Linked DNA regions of Zea mays: regions 1 and 3 are each linked to region 2. Evidence: chromatin contacts called from public Hi-C data. All regions are on one chromosome and are shown on one strand. Each heading gives the region's core, a stretch centred on a gene start, on an enhancer-like site or on the middle of the called end of the contact. The rest is flanking DNA. Distances are from core to core; before and after follow the strand shown. Region 1 holds the start of LOC100191828 (CBS domain containing protein). Region 2 holds the start of LOC100383931. Region 3 holds the start of LOC100191672.

What was found. Hi-C and Micro-C count contacts between places; a contact is called where the count stands out from the background.
Region 1: a contact with region 2 is called in a Hi-C map of bundle sheath, with 2.0 times the contacts expected there. The contact joins the promoter of LOC100191828 here to the promoter of LOC100383931 in region 2. A contact is called at or near these places in 5 of 25 Hi-C or Micro-C datasets (bundle sheath, ear, endosperm and 2 more).
Region 3: a Hi-C map of leaf mesophyll shows a contact between it and region 2, with 2.5 times the contacts expected there. The contact joins the promoter of LOC100191672 here to the promoter of LOC100383931 in region 2. A contact is called at or near these places in 3 of 25 Hi-C or Micro-C datasets (ear, endosperm and leaf mesophyll).

Annotation. Positions count from the first base shown.
Region 1 is chr3:162,743,604-162,747,879 of Zm-B73-REFERENCE-NAM-5.0, forward strand. LOC100191828 (CBS domain containing protein) reads left to right here and starts at 1,978. Exons shown (of 2, transcript NM_001137252.1): 1 at 1,978-2,648. The coding sequence starts at 2,326.
Region 2 is chr3:162,577,490-162,582,175 of Zm-B73-REFERENCE-NAM-5.0, forward strand. LOC100383931 reads left to right here and starts at 2,683. Exons shown (of 20, transcript NM_001362233.1): 1 at 2,683-3,216; 2 at 4,036-4,318; 3 at 4,410-4,438; 4 at 4,544-4,645. The coding sequence starts at 2,830.
Region 3 is chr3:162,813,094-162,817,650 of Zm-B73-REFERENCE-NAM-5.0, forward strand. It overlaps LOC100191672, which reads left to right and starts at 2,916. Exons shown (of 3, transcript NM_001137101.1): 1 at 2,916-3,177. The coding sequence starts at 3,047.

The sequences.
Region 1 (4,276 bases), core at 728-3,227, 170 kb after region 2:
TGTTAAATTTAGAAAGTTCATTTAGAGAACTGTTGGAGAATAGTTTTCATGTTAACTACCTAAATTATTGATTTAGGAAATCTTTTTTAGAGAACCACTGGAGTTGCTCTTAGCTCGGTATATTTTATTTCGTGATAAACCGTACTTTAAACTTCTATTTTTAGATCGTATTTGTGCTGGTTAAAATGTCCGAACCATATTTGCAGCACTAGCTGCCGCTGCCGGAGTTCCGGTCCGTTAGGGATGTCCATGACAAGTCAGCACAGCCAGCCGAAAAAAAACGCCCTTTCGGTGCGCCGCGAGGCAAGCTCCCGCACGAAAGCCGCCCCCTTGTCTCGGTCTCGTGCTCGTGCATGATTGATTGAGCGAATCCATGGCCTTGATCCAGTTCCAGTCCGGCGCGCGCTCATTCTTTTTATTATTGTTTTGGGACCAGAATGGCAAACCAAAGCAAAGCCGAGCGAGGCGTCCTCCCGTGCGCTGCGTTGTTCTGACATGTGTGACTGTGATCGGCCAAGGATAAGGTTTTGGAGGGATTTGCGATCGTACGGGAAGGCGACTGGATGATTTTGGGGGGGACTGTTTGGTTCCCTATGAGAATAAACTTTGCAGACCCTCACTAGCTACGTTTTTTGTTCTTGTTTTATGAGATGGCCGTGCGGAGAAGACGACGAGAATGTATGGAAAGCGTGTTCCTTTCTTGGCTGGCGCCTGGCAGGTCGTTGTGCAAACTAGGCGTCGTTTTCCCCAGATCAATTGGATCCTCTTGTTGGGGGAAGTTGTATTCGCTAACACGTAGGATATACATGACTATGCGTAGGGTCTAATCGGCTTTCACACATTGCGGTTGCGGGGCAACAAACTGGAGGCGATGAGTCATTTGCCGGTGACTAGCTCGCGCACCTCTCATCTGACGGAGACGGAGACAGAGACTGCACGTTCCTGTTCGGTAAAGGACACACGGACACGGAGGAGAGAGGCGGGCGCAAGCGCAAGTAGTAACACGGATTCCGTTCCGCCGTACACAATTTTGTCCTACCTTTGCCAGATCCGATCCGCCTGTCGTACAACTATAAATCCTCCGCTGTCATCTCGGCCGATCTCAAGCCCTTCACTTTGAATTTTAGGTCTGTTTTAGCTTCTTTTATCCAAATTCATCTCCATAAATTTAAGCTTCAAAAAAACCTGAAACAAAAAACCAGTTTATGAAAATTTCTAAGATATTTTAAAAACACTGTTTTCATACCTCATCATTAAGTTGCGCAAAAATTACCTACCTACAATATCATTGCTTACATGGCCTTAAAAATGCGGTGGTTTCCGCTATCTCAACCATTATTAAATGACATTTTAGAAAAAAAATAAAGGAGTTATATAAGCAAACCAACACGGCAGCAGTGACAACTGACAAACAGAAACAGCAGCGTTTCGGATCAACGTAATGACGAAACTGAAATGCTGTAATGATTGGAGTTTAGCGAGAAACGTACAACAACCTCGCGAAGCTGGAACAGCGAAAGCTCCCGGTGTGTTCGCTGTATGTAAGAACTTTAGCCAATCATCATCATCGTCATATTCGCTAAGCTAGGTCGTCTATTAGACAAAACTCCAAGCATATTCTAGCTAAATTTTGCTAGCTAATTATTTATAGGTTAATTATTAGCCACTGACAAGAGGCTCCAAACAGGGCCTTAATCGCTCTTCATTAGAGCAAGAGACTCCTTTCAATAGGTTCTTTAATTAGACATGTTAATATAAAGTATCTTCTATTTCGTTCTTTATTGTCGAAGTTGGAAAACTATGATAATTTTATTGCGCATAAGATATTGAAAAACTGTTAAAAGATTTTAAAAAATTAAACGATGATTTATAAATAAAGGGCGTTTAAGACTTTTAGCTGCCCATCCGCTCTCTCTCTCTCTCTGCCAGCTCCAGCTTCTTCCACCGCGGGGCCACACCCACACCACACCACGACCTCCGCGACGCTCGCGGCCGTGTTTCTCTCGCCTCGCTCCCTCGGATCGCCCGTTCGCCCCCGCCCATCGCTCGCTCATCAGAAGGAGGGCCTAGCCTTCCGCAGCAGCGCTCGTCAGACTCCGCCGCCCGCAATTCCCCCCTTGCCCCGGCTTTTAATGGGCTTTCCCTCCCACCGAAATGGCCGGCGATCCCTGCACCCGCGCCGCCGGTGACCGCCCCACCTCCTCCGTCGCCTTCTTCTCCGCCGGGGGCGGGCTCGGCCTCGGCCCCTCCAGCCTGCTGCTCCACCTGCTCCTCCTCCACTCCCTCTTATAGCCTCCAGCCTCCCCTCGCCTCCCGCCACCCCCTATGGCCGCCGTTTTCTTCCACCACGTCGTCGGCGACCTCACCGTCGGCAAGCCCGAGGTCGCCGAGCTGCACGACACCGACACGCTCGACGACGCCGCGCGCGCCATCGCCGCCAGCCCCGAGGGCGCCGTGCCCGTCTGGCGCCCCAGGGCCGCGCCGGACGACCCGCCCTCGGGGGCCAGGTTCATCGGCATGATCTCCGCGCTCGACATCGCTGCCTTCGTCGCCTCCGCGGGGGTCGGGGATCGCTCCATGCGCGCCGTCGTCGGCGAGGTCGTGCAGCCCAATCCTGCGCTGCTCAGGGAGATCGATCCGGGTACCAGGTGAGACTGTCTCTGCTTGATCCCGTCCTACCTGCCGTCCTGTAGCGTTACCGACTCGCTTGGTTTCTAGTGCCTGTTTTCACTGATGACTCACCCATCCATCCATTACCAAAGATGGGATCGAATCGTACCAGCGTCAAGCGCTGAAAGGATCTGATCTTTCTTAACATGTGTGCCATTCCATTTCTCGTCATTGATCCGCGAACGGACTCGAGGAGAATTGTGTTCAGGTTGTGCAAGCGAACAGGTTCACGTTGTATGTGAAGGCGATATACTCTTCCAGTTCATTTATTACCGTGTCTGTGTCTCCTACTTTGCTGGAGGCTGGATTAACCCCTGCTTTTTTTACTCCGGCTGGGTCAGCTTTTTTTTAATGTGGTCTGGTGGTTGATCTTTGTCTTATCTGAATCATACTATTAGTTTGACCTCTGGAGGAAGATGCGGGCAAAAGGTTGTTCCTACACCCTCTGATTTTTTTAGAGATGAAATTGGTTATGGTTAAACTACTCCGGTGATTGGGTTGTCAGGTTGCTCTTGTACAATCAAATGCTAATTGTCTACCAAACCTGTCCACCTTGTTCTTGTTGTCATGGATAGGATGGGAATGAAATTTCCCACATAATATCTGCTACAGTATTCATCATGCACTCTGTGTCGCATAACTGATCAAGTTTGATTTTGTAGTAGCATTCAAGAATGCTGATTCAGCACCTTTTGGACAGAGTTGAATAGCCCTCCCATTTTGCTTTAGATTTGATCTTATGAGTTTATGGTTGATATTTATGAATTGATATGGATGTAGAGGTTCCTTAGCCATTCTTCAAAGTTATTTTGTATGTAGATTTGATAGATTGTCACAGTAATAAAGAACAACCTGAAATAGAAAAGGTTTAAATCATCATCAGATTCTGTTACTAGCACTATTTATACGAAGAGTTGGATGGAACTTTTATATGCAGTAGATGTAGCAAACTAGAATTTCCTTTGGTGTATCCCTGGCTACACATAACTGAAGCTTTCTTTGAAAGGCAAGTGGCTACCTTAATACGGCTAGGAATGCGATGTAGAAGTGTTCATTCACCAAAAAGATTATTCAGTTCATCATGAGAATACGTTGTTAATAAATGGACAACATAAATAGGCTTGGTTTGTTAGGTGATCTATGCATCTTCTTTATTTCTTCAGATCTGAAAGCTTTCCAGGACTATACATGGGAAAAATCCAAATATAGTTTGTTAGTTCCATTCTCTTCCAGTCGGTGATGCTATCTTTACCATTACTAGTGAACATCTATGATCTATGTCTTAGTCAAATTGTGAAAGACATCGTGGTAGGAACTCTTCCTCCCTCAAAGTGTGAACTTTCATAGTTTCATTTATGCTTACATGTACTGCTTGCACTGGTAAATTGAGATGGCATGGCTTCTAATTAACTTCTGAACCTGTGAACTTCCATAGCTCCATTTGTCCTCGCATGTTATCCTACTTCTCGCGCTGGTAAATTGAGGTGTTGAATTTTATTACTTGATTACTTATGAGAACCTGTAATCCTGTATCTCCACAGCAAACCTGTAATCATAAATAATTAATGAGTTGAGTCGATTTTCTTTTTAGTCAGGGTTGTATGTT
Region 2 (4,686 bases), core at 1,433-3,932:
GTATATGTAATATAAGAGACAAGATAAACAATCACATAACCTTATTAATTTATTGTATTATCCTGGAAAGACAGAAACAATATTGAATTACAAATGTACCTTCGACTTGATATAAGGCAAAAAAGTACAAGCGTGACGCAAAAGCAAGTACAAGTCAGCGTGAACAGTACAAGGGCACTATTCACCTATTTATAGGCACAGGACACAGCCTATGAGAGATTACAATTATGCCCTTTACATTCGCTATTGACTTATGAAAAAATCTATGAGGACTGAACAACCTTTTCCCTTTTAAGTCGGTTCCCTTTTCTGCAATTTAGCCGAAGCTCCCTTCCGCACAGCTTCGGAGCGACGACAACCTTCGTCACGATCCAGCTCTTCATCGTATCTGCTTTTACCATGAATCCGAAGATACTTGTCCATAAATCATACTTGGGAAACATTGTTAAATTATGTTTTTGAGGACCTTCGGAGGACGAAGGCCCCCAACACGCCCCTTCATCTTCGCTGTAACCAGCGGTTAAAAAGGCCAAGCGCAAATCAGACTCTGGCCCCACCTACAGGCTCGCATCCTCCCCTGAGGCGGGCCCGGGAGCCACTGTTGGTACCCTGAATCAGGGGTACCCTCTTCTACAATATGAAGACGCTGCACACGTACGAGACCTTCAGGTCACACGGAGAGTGGCACCCGACTCCACCACATGAGCAGGCCTAAGGGTGCCACGTGGCGAGGAAGGATAATACATCCCGGGAAACACCGTTGGGTCCGGACCTTCGCAGAGGAACACCGGACCCCTGTGAAATACGAGTCTGGAGCTCCCGAGGAGACATGCCGGGTCCCACAAGTGGATCCCAGGTCCCCCTCGAGTGAGGTCCGGGCCTTAGCGAGGTCCCGGGACGGGGAGGACCCTCGCACAGGCAGGGGTCCGGTGCCGACACGTGTCCAGGCCTTACCCTACGCTCCCCGCTCAGGCGGAGACCCGCAGCGGCCGCGACGCTTGAGGCTTGTGACATAAGCCAATAGGCCGAGCCTGACGTAAGGCACATACGGCTGTGCAACCTTTGCATTTATTGCGGAGAGGACGCGCCGCCTGCCACCACGCTGTCAGGCGACGCGCCCTCTCAGCATTTAATGCGTCCTGTCCAATCCACCGGCAGGCGGCGTCAGGGTCACCCAGCAGACGGCGCGCCTGACCAGTCTGTTGGTGAACAGTGCGCTTGTGCCGAGTGGCGCACAATACTCATCATCCCTTCTACAAGAAGCTTCCCCTGCACGTCGAGGATACGGAGATCTCGGGCGTCAGGGCACAAGAAGATTGCCCCAAGCAGCAAACATTTGTGGCTCCAAGCGCTATATTCTTTATGTCCCTGGGCCCACCTGTCGGGGCCCAGTATCTTTGTGCATGCCCCCCTTCAGCTATAAAAGGGGAGGTATGCGACGTTACACACAAGCTTAATCTTTCAGACCCAACCTCAGACACTCACAAGTTCATACAAGCTCACAAGCAATACATCACACAGTGGAGTAGGGTGTTACGCTCCGGCGGCCCAAACCACTCTAAACCCTTGTGTGTTCCTGTATTCTTCCCGTTTTCCCGACTAACGAGCAAAACGCCTACGCCCCTCCTCATCTTAGGATTTAAGGCGGGTGCACTCTGCCACCCGATCGGAGATTTGCTCTCCAACAGTATATGTCTCTTGTAACTTTAAATCTTGTTTCTCAATTTATATTTATTTGATATAATTAATTTAAATTATCTTTAAATATTGCACTTTTTAATGGAGATGAATTTTTCGTAAAGATAAATTTTCCAACAGAGATGTAGACGAGAGAAAAACCTTCCTCGTGAATGTTCACGTGGATAGAATCTCATTTCAAAATCTATATAGGGCCTCAGACCGTCACCGCCCTGCTGTCCTGCTTGGGAGCAGCTGCTCCCAAGTCAAGCGCCGCCCTCGTACTGGGCTTCTGTCAGTGGACGGCCCATACTGTTGCCTTTCTCAGCTAGCCACGATGTCGCGACCCGGCCCTGCTCCCCGTGCGGCGCGGGGACGTCGCGGTCACCCGCGATCAGGGGACTGGCTGGTGGTGTTTGCTCGTGCGTCCTTGACTCCTTGTGCTGCTTGTTGCTCCGGCGAGTCTCGGGCTAGGCTACCAGTCTACCACGCCCGTCCCAGGCAAGAAACAAGTGGAGCTTACCCTTCATCGAAAATCTTGATCCTGTACTCAGGGGCGAAGCTACATGTTAGCTCGTGGATGCACATGCACCTCCCTAAAATTCAGAATTTAGTTATAATAGTTAAATTTTCACCATATATGCATCACTCATATCTCATCCTTATGCACCCGCAAGGGAGTTGCACCCCAATATATTTGCTCTAGCTTCGCCACTGCTTGTACTCCTCCTGGTAAAGTAAGGTAGATTGCATATTTACTTACCTTGCATTTCTTCTTCACCAAAGAAACACGGCAACATCAGGTCAAGTTGTAAACAGTGCTCCTTAAGCACGACAGAATCCACTCTCCATGCGTGCAAACCGAGCACGTTCGTCTTGTTCCCTAAGCCAAGAAGGTGGGGGTTATAATGGTAATTTCCCCGCGCGTCTCCTTCCCCGGTGTTCGGAACCCCGGTCCGGTCCCCTCGAGCTCGAGGCCTCTCGATTTGAAATCCCCACCTCAAGACCGGGGAAAAAAGATTAGGAGAGGAAAAAAAAAAAGAACGAAGAGCTCTCGATCTAGGGATTCCCTTCCCGGGTCTCGTTGCTCTCCTCGTCCAAATCCCCAGGCCAGCCTAGCGGCGCAGCCTGCACGCCCCCGCCCCCCGGACCATGGCCGAAGACCACCTCTCCTCCGCGCCGTCCGCCCCATCGGCGGCGGCGGCCGCGGCCGCGGCGGCGGTCGGGTCCTCGGTGATCCCAATCGTCAACAAGCTGCAGGACATCTTCGCGCAGCTGGGGAGCAGCTCCACGATCGACCTGCCGCAGGTGGCCGTGGTCGGGAGCCAGAGCAGCGGCAAGTCCAGCGTCCTCGAGGCGCTCGTCGGCCGCGACTTCCTCCCGCGGGGCTCCGACATCTGCACGCGCCGCCCCCTCGTGCTCCAGCTCGTGCACCAGCCGCGCCGCCCCGCCGACGCAGAGGCCGATGAGTGGGGCGAGTTCCTGCACCTCTCGGGGCGTCGCTTCTACGACTTCCGCGAAATCCGACGCGAGATCCAGGTCCCCATCCCTTTGCCTTAATCCCTCGTGCGGTTATTTGGCTGGAATAAACACTTTTACTTGACTGTGCGTGTACATTCAATGGATAATTATTATTGGTCGGGACTTTACTAGTAGTAGTAATATTGTGCTGTGGCTGCTCGCTAGGGCTGCAGATGACTGTTTAGGAATACTCCTGTTGGTTTCGAGGAATCATTCTTCGCGGTGGTTTCTGGTGTGTTCATGGGTCAGCACAGTTGGGCTCTGAGATTGGAACGATGGTAAATGCTAGGTTAGGTGGTGTTGTCTCTGGTGTTCAGTGCTAGTGATGATGTTATTTCGTTGCTGCTTCCTGTGGTGACGATGTGGGCATGTGGTTGTTAACGACTACAGAGTACAGAATGCCATAATTTACTTGGTTGTCTTCAGGTTGGCCCTTGCAGGTTTATTGTTCTCCACATGAGTTAACGAGTTGCTTGGATATTGAAATTCTATATGGGTTATCACGTAGTTTCTTGTTAATATAGTGGTTTCGATGTTGTCCCCAATACAACTTGGTTACATTTGAAAAAAAAACCAATTCAGGTGGTATTAGTGGTTGTCAGGATGATTTGTGGAAAGTATATTTGTGAACCAGAATTTCGAAGTGGAAAGTAAGGTGTACATAAGTTTTAGTTGGGACCCAACATCCTAGTATTTGATAGAACAACAATATTATCTGTCTTGAGTGTTTGGTATTTTGTTTCACTTCAATTACGATGTTTTGTTTTGTTAGTGTGGGCTGGAGTTGAGATTAGTGCTGCACAGACCATTCTTAAACGACTCTCTGCATCTATGCAGGCTGAAACAGATCGTGAGGCAGGTGGTAACAAAGGTGTATCGGATAGGCAGATACGGTTGAAGATCTTTTCTCCGAATGTCCTTAACATTACTTTAGTCGATTTGCCTGGAATCACTAAGGTGCCAGTTGGTGACCAGCCAACTGATATTGAAGCCAGAATAAGGACTATGATAATGTCATACATCAGGCACAAGACATGCATCATCTTAGCTGTTTCGCCAGCAAATGCAGATTTAGCAAACTCTGATGCTCTTCAAATGGCTCGGGTTGCTGATCCTGATGGTATGTGTGCCCTGCATAATCTACGTCCTGTCCACTATAACATTTCAGTTCAGAAATATTATCTTATCATGATGATTTATTATTTTCATAGGTTCTCGAACAATTGGTGTTATCACAAAGGTTTTTTCTTTCTTTCCTTCACCTTAATTTCCAAGTTACATTTTGGCCATCCTATCTCTCCTGTGCCACTGATTGCAATCTATTCTGATGTTCTGTTTCTTCCAGTTGGACATAATGGACAGGGGCACTGATGCCCGGAACTTTCTGCTGGGAAATGTGATCCCCTTAAAGCTTGGCTATGTTGGTGTCGTCAACCGCAGCCAGCAGGTACTTTTCTCTCTCTCTATCTTGGTTAAGGTTATTGGTTT
Region 3 (4,557 bases), core at 1,666-4,165, 240 kb after region 2:
ACCCCCTACTGCAAGCGCACCCGACCTGGGCGCGGGACGAATACGAAGGCCGCAGGATTCCCACCTCTCTCGTGCCGGTCTCCGGCCGCCTCGCTCCTTTCCCCCCTTCGCGCTCGCCCACGCGCTCGACCCATCTGGGTTGGGGCACGCGGCACTCACTCGTCGGCCTGAGGGACCCCCCGGTCTCGAAACGCCGACAGTGGCCTTGACTTGCCATCTCTTAAAGTACATACCATTGAACTTTTCTGGCTTCAGCACGTCGGCAAAAGCATCCATAGAAAAACTAGGAAATTATCTACAATAAGGTTTTTGGATTGTTGAATAGTTAGACAAATTCCAGATTAAATTCTGAATATAAATCATGACCAAATCAGAAGAACTAAAGTAAAAAGCCAAATCAGATGATGCGTACTGATTAGACATACTGATAGATGACGCGCGCCGGAATCAGCAGGGTCGACGAGGTCAGAAGATCACGAGCAGTCGCGTGAAGACGCTTCCCAAAACCTTATTCGTCCTCTCCCGGTGCAGGATCTAGAAGACGAAGGGTTCCAGAGACCTGCTCTCCTGATCGCAGATGCACGTCTGCGGTCGGGATGAAGGGAACTGGAAGGCGACTCAGCTATGAAGAGAGACGAAAGCGAAACTGGGATGAGATGAATGCTGGCTGCCAGTAACCAAAAATTCAAACGGCAAAAGGAAGCTACGCCACCACAAGGTGAGGGGCCGGATTTCAGCGGACCATTCATGCACATGTCGTGCACCCGCGCCATTCGCCCTGCCCCGCCCCGGCCAGGCCACACTCTCTCCTCTCATCCATGACTTGATGAGTGAGTGTGACTTCCATATTTAAGCTAGCTCTACTCCACTAGAACTAGCAATATGGTGCTATTGGTTACACCTATTCTCTAGCCATCCACTTATATGGGCTTTTGATATTTTCCTGGTATTTATTTGATTTTCTCAATTTGGATCTAGCCCATAAATCCTATCAACACTTTCTAAAATTTCTATAGTTCAACAGGATCAAGTCGGATAAGATCCAGCTAACACAAACGTGCAAATCGAATGACCTTTCATCATTTTGCGTGACACAGGGCAGCACCGGTCAATGCAGCAGCAGGTGCGCATCGGAGCCGTGCGTTCAACGACGACAACGAGATGTGAGACACAGAAACGAAACGAGACTGCGCCGGCTACTAAACTTGCCAGGGCAAATCGTGGGGTTATTACGTGGAAGCTGCGTATGGCTTACTACAGTGTTGGTTTTATGTGGTTTATTATGTCCTATTTACGGAGTAACGATCCACTAATAGAGTTTTGGATAGCTTTTATGACCTATGTAGCATATAGATTGCGCTAACGTCACGATCTCGTGGAGCGGAGGGTAGGGATCAACGGGCGGTGGCACGACCGCACGAGTGGAGAGATTGATAGCGACGAGGACGACACAAGGCTTGAGGCGGTGGGGTCAAGAAGAGGATGATGGAAGAGTGATTATTCAAATAATATTGTCACGATTTAAGAATAAGGAAGATAAGTTATTCATGTAAATCTGAACCTTTTGTTTTTTGTGGTGGGTAAAGTCTAGGTGAATTGTGTTTTAACCGGTCGCGACCTGTGCCGGCCGACGATGGAGATGGAGGGGAGGCGCACGCGCCCGACCGATCCGCATCCTTCGGGTTCGGGTCCTTGTGTCCTCCCGCCCAGGAGTAGAGCAGAGGTACCTCCGTTCTGGCGTCGCCAGCCTCGGTATCATCGGCGCCCCGCGACGTACTTGACTCCCGTGGCCCACGTCAAAAAAACGGGCGCTTTTACCGCGCGGGCATATGCTCTCTCGCTGCTGTGCGGCGCCCTGGCTTGGTTGCTGCAGGAGCCACCGCACACTTGTCCGTCGTGGCGCGCGCGGCTGTGCTCGCCGCCTCGTGTACATCGAAGGATGCGGCTGCAAGTGTCGCCTCGTCGTCGCCGCCTGGACTCGTGTGCCGAGCGACGTGACGGGACTGCCGCAGCGAGTGACGCCAGCAGGCTTGGCACCACTGCTCCTCTACGGCGCGTCACGACGCCCACGTGAGTCAGCGCGGCCTCGTACCACTCGACGACACTGACAGAGGCGGCGAGGCGAGGCGAGGCGAGACGTGCCGCGCCGTGCGCCGTGGGACGGGGAGGGTGCGCTGACCGGCTGACCACTGGTAAAACGAAATCTTGGACGGGCCCCGGCCGGCGTCTGCACAGGCCGATGATTCATTGATTCCCCCCGCGGCTTTGCGAGGCCAGCGGCGTTCCATTCCACGCCACACGAGTGCGTGCGTGCGTGTGCGACAAGGTGAGCTCCTGGTTAAATCTAAGCTAAACCAAAAGCATCGTCACTTTGCCTCTCGCAAGCAAATAAAAAGCGACGGGTGGCACGCCACCTCGTTTTTTCTCCGCTCACCTAAAACGTTTTCCCTTCTCCGCTATACTAGTCGCAGGGATAGATAGCGATGGCTGGCCTGCAGCAGCAGCTGCTGGTGGGTGCACTGCACACCACGCATGCTATGCTCCCATGGGATCTGGAGGGCTCTCGATACTCCTAATGCCACGATGGCTTGTTGTCTTAGTAAGAAGCGAAAAGACGTGCGCTCTCGTTTCTTAATCCCCCCACTCAAAGTCATAACAATGGTAATGACACGAGGAAGATTACTCCACGAGCCAAAGAACAACTTGACTAGCGAGCCGAAAGGGAGGCGCGAGAGGGAGGGGGCACCGCACGGGACGTGGAAAGAGACATAAATATGGACCCACCCACTGCCGAGTGGCGTCCAGCAGTGTCCGCAGCAGCGGTGGTGGCGAGACGAGAGGCCGCTAAAACCCAAGCGCGGCCCGAGCCGAACCTGAACCTGAGGTGGAGAGATCGCACGCGCCCTCTGCCGCTTGTTCGTTCCTCGCGCTTGCCACCAGGCACCACCACACACATCCCAATCTCGCGAGGGCAAGCAGCAGGGTCTGCGGCGGCGGCGGCGGCGGCGGCAGCGCTTCCGGCTCCCCTTTCCCATTGGCCTCCACGATGGCGCTCCGCCTCAACGACGTCGCGCTCTGCCTCTCCCCGCCGCTCGCCGCCCGCCGCCGCCGCAGCCGCAGCCGCAGCAGCGGCAGGTTCGTCGCCGTCGCCTCCATGACGTCCGCCGTCTCCACCAAGTAAGCCGCCTGGCCTGGGGCCTCGCTCGTCACGACGGCCCTTTGCCCTCTCCCACTTTGCGGTTCCATTTCCCTTCCTCTCAACGATGGATAAGATACGAGGTAGATTTTGGTCCCTAGGATTGGATGGATAACCTGGCCGGTTCCTACGTCTGGCGGCGACGCGTACGCCGAGACGGTTCGCGACGGATTGATGCTTCGGCTTGGCTCACCGCGCGTTCGGTGTTCCGCCGTCCTCCGCTTGCAATGTTGGATGGATCAGGATTTATTGGGTGCCCGTGTCGGCGTTGTCAGATTCGTCCCTGTACGCGCCGAGCCCGGCCGTAGTCTCCGAGGCGGCAACGGCCGCACATGGGCGGCGCCCCTCGCTGCCTCCGCGGCTCAGAGGCGCAGTCCCGCCATTAAAGAATTCTACACGGGCGGTTCTTTTTCTCTGCGCTGCGCGGCGCGGGGCGGGACCGGAGCCTGGCCGCTCGCGTTCGGTTGAATCGCCTTCCCGTCGACACCGAGCGAGGGAAGCGAGGCCGTTTCTGATGCGCCAGTCCCTTTCAGAATTCCTTTGATGCCGTATTTCCTCCTTCCCCGGCATTAAATTTTCATGGGACCTTCAACTTTTCATCGGGGTGACCCTGGGCCCTGGCAGTTCGTCCTCGTCCTCCCCGCGTATCATCTGCTCTGCATTCTAGAATTGCTCCCGGAGTGGTACCATGCCATCTTTTAAATGCACTGCACAGGGTAGCTGGCGTGCTACCCCTTAGTCTACGGTTGAAGTGCCTAACTGCCTATAGTCATGGGGGTGATTCATGTTACTACTGTTTAGTCTGCAGCAGGCCAGCAGCGGAGGTGAAGACGCGTGTTTGCTGTCGAGGTTGGTCGATTTGGTATCTCTGTAGCCTGTACCAGTTCTTGGTGGCCTAGTTTGTTGGAATTTAATTTGATGGTGCCCCCACAGGACCATTGAACTCCTCAGTTGCTGGCTCATGGCACCACTTTGTTGTTCATGTGCTTGGGTTGATGGGATTTATGAAATCAATAAATAAAGTCTTAATGAAACTAACTGCTTGTGCCACATGCCTCATAGTCATATCATGTCAATTCAGGAAACACGAGGCACTTCAAAACCATGATTCCATAGGTACTGTCCTATTTTAAGTTTATCTAAGTGGGTTTTCAGCTAGAGTTCTAACTTAAGGAAGCCTACTTTGAGTCAAGCGTAGATTTGGCTGAAAGGTTAGAGAAACATAGCCAGGTACTCTTGTTACTTTACTCCTAGTTGCACTTGCACTCCGTCTCATTACTGCTGCTCTTTTTTGTATGGTTTCTTTGATACTTTGGTCAGTGATAGTTATGTGATGAAGTATTCTAGGGACTAAGACGTAG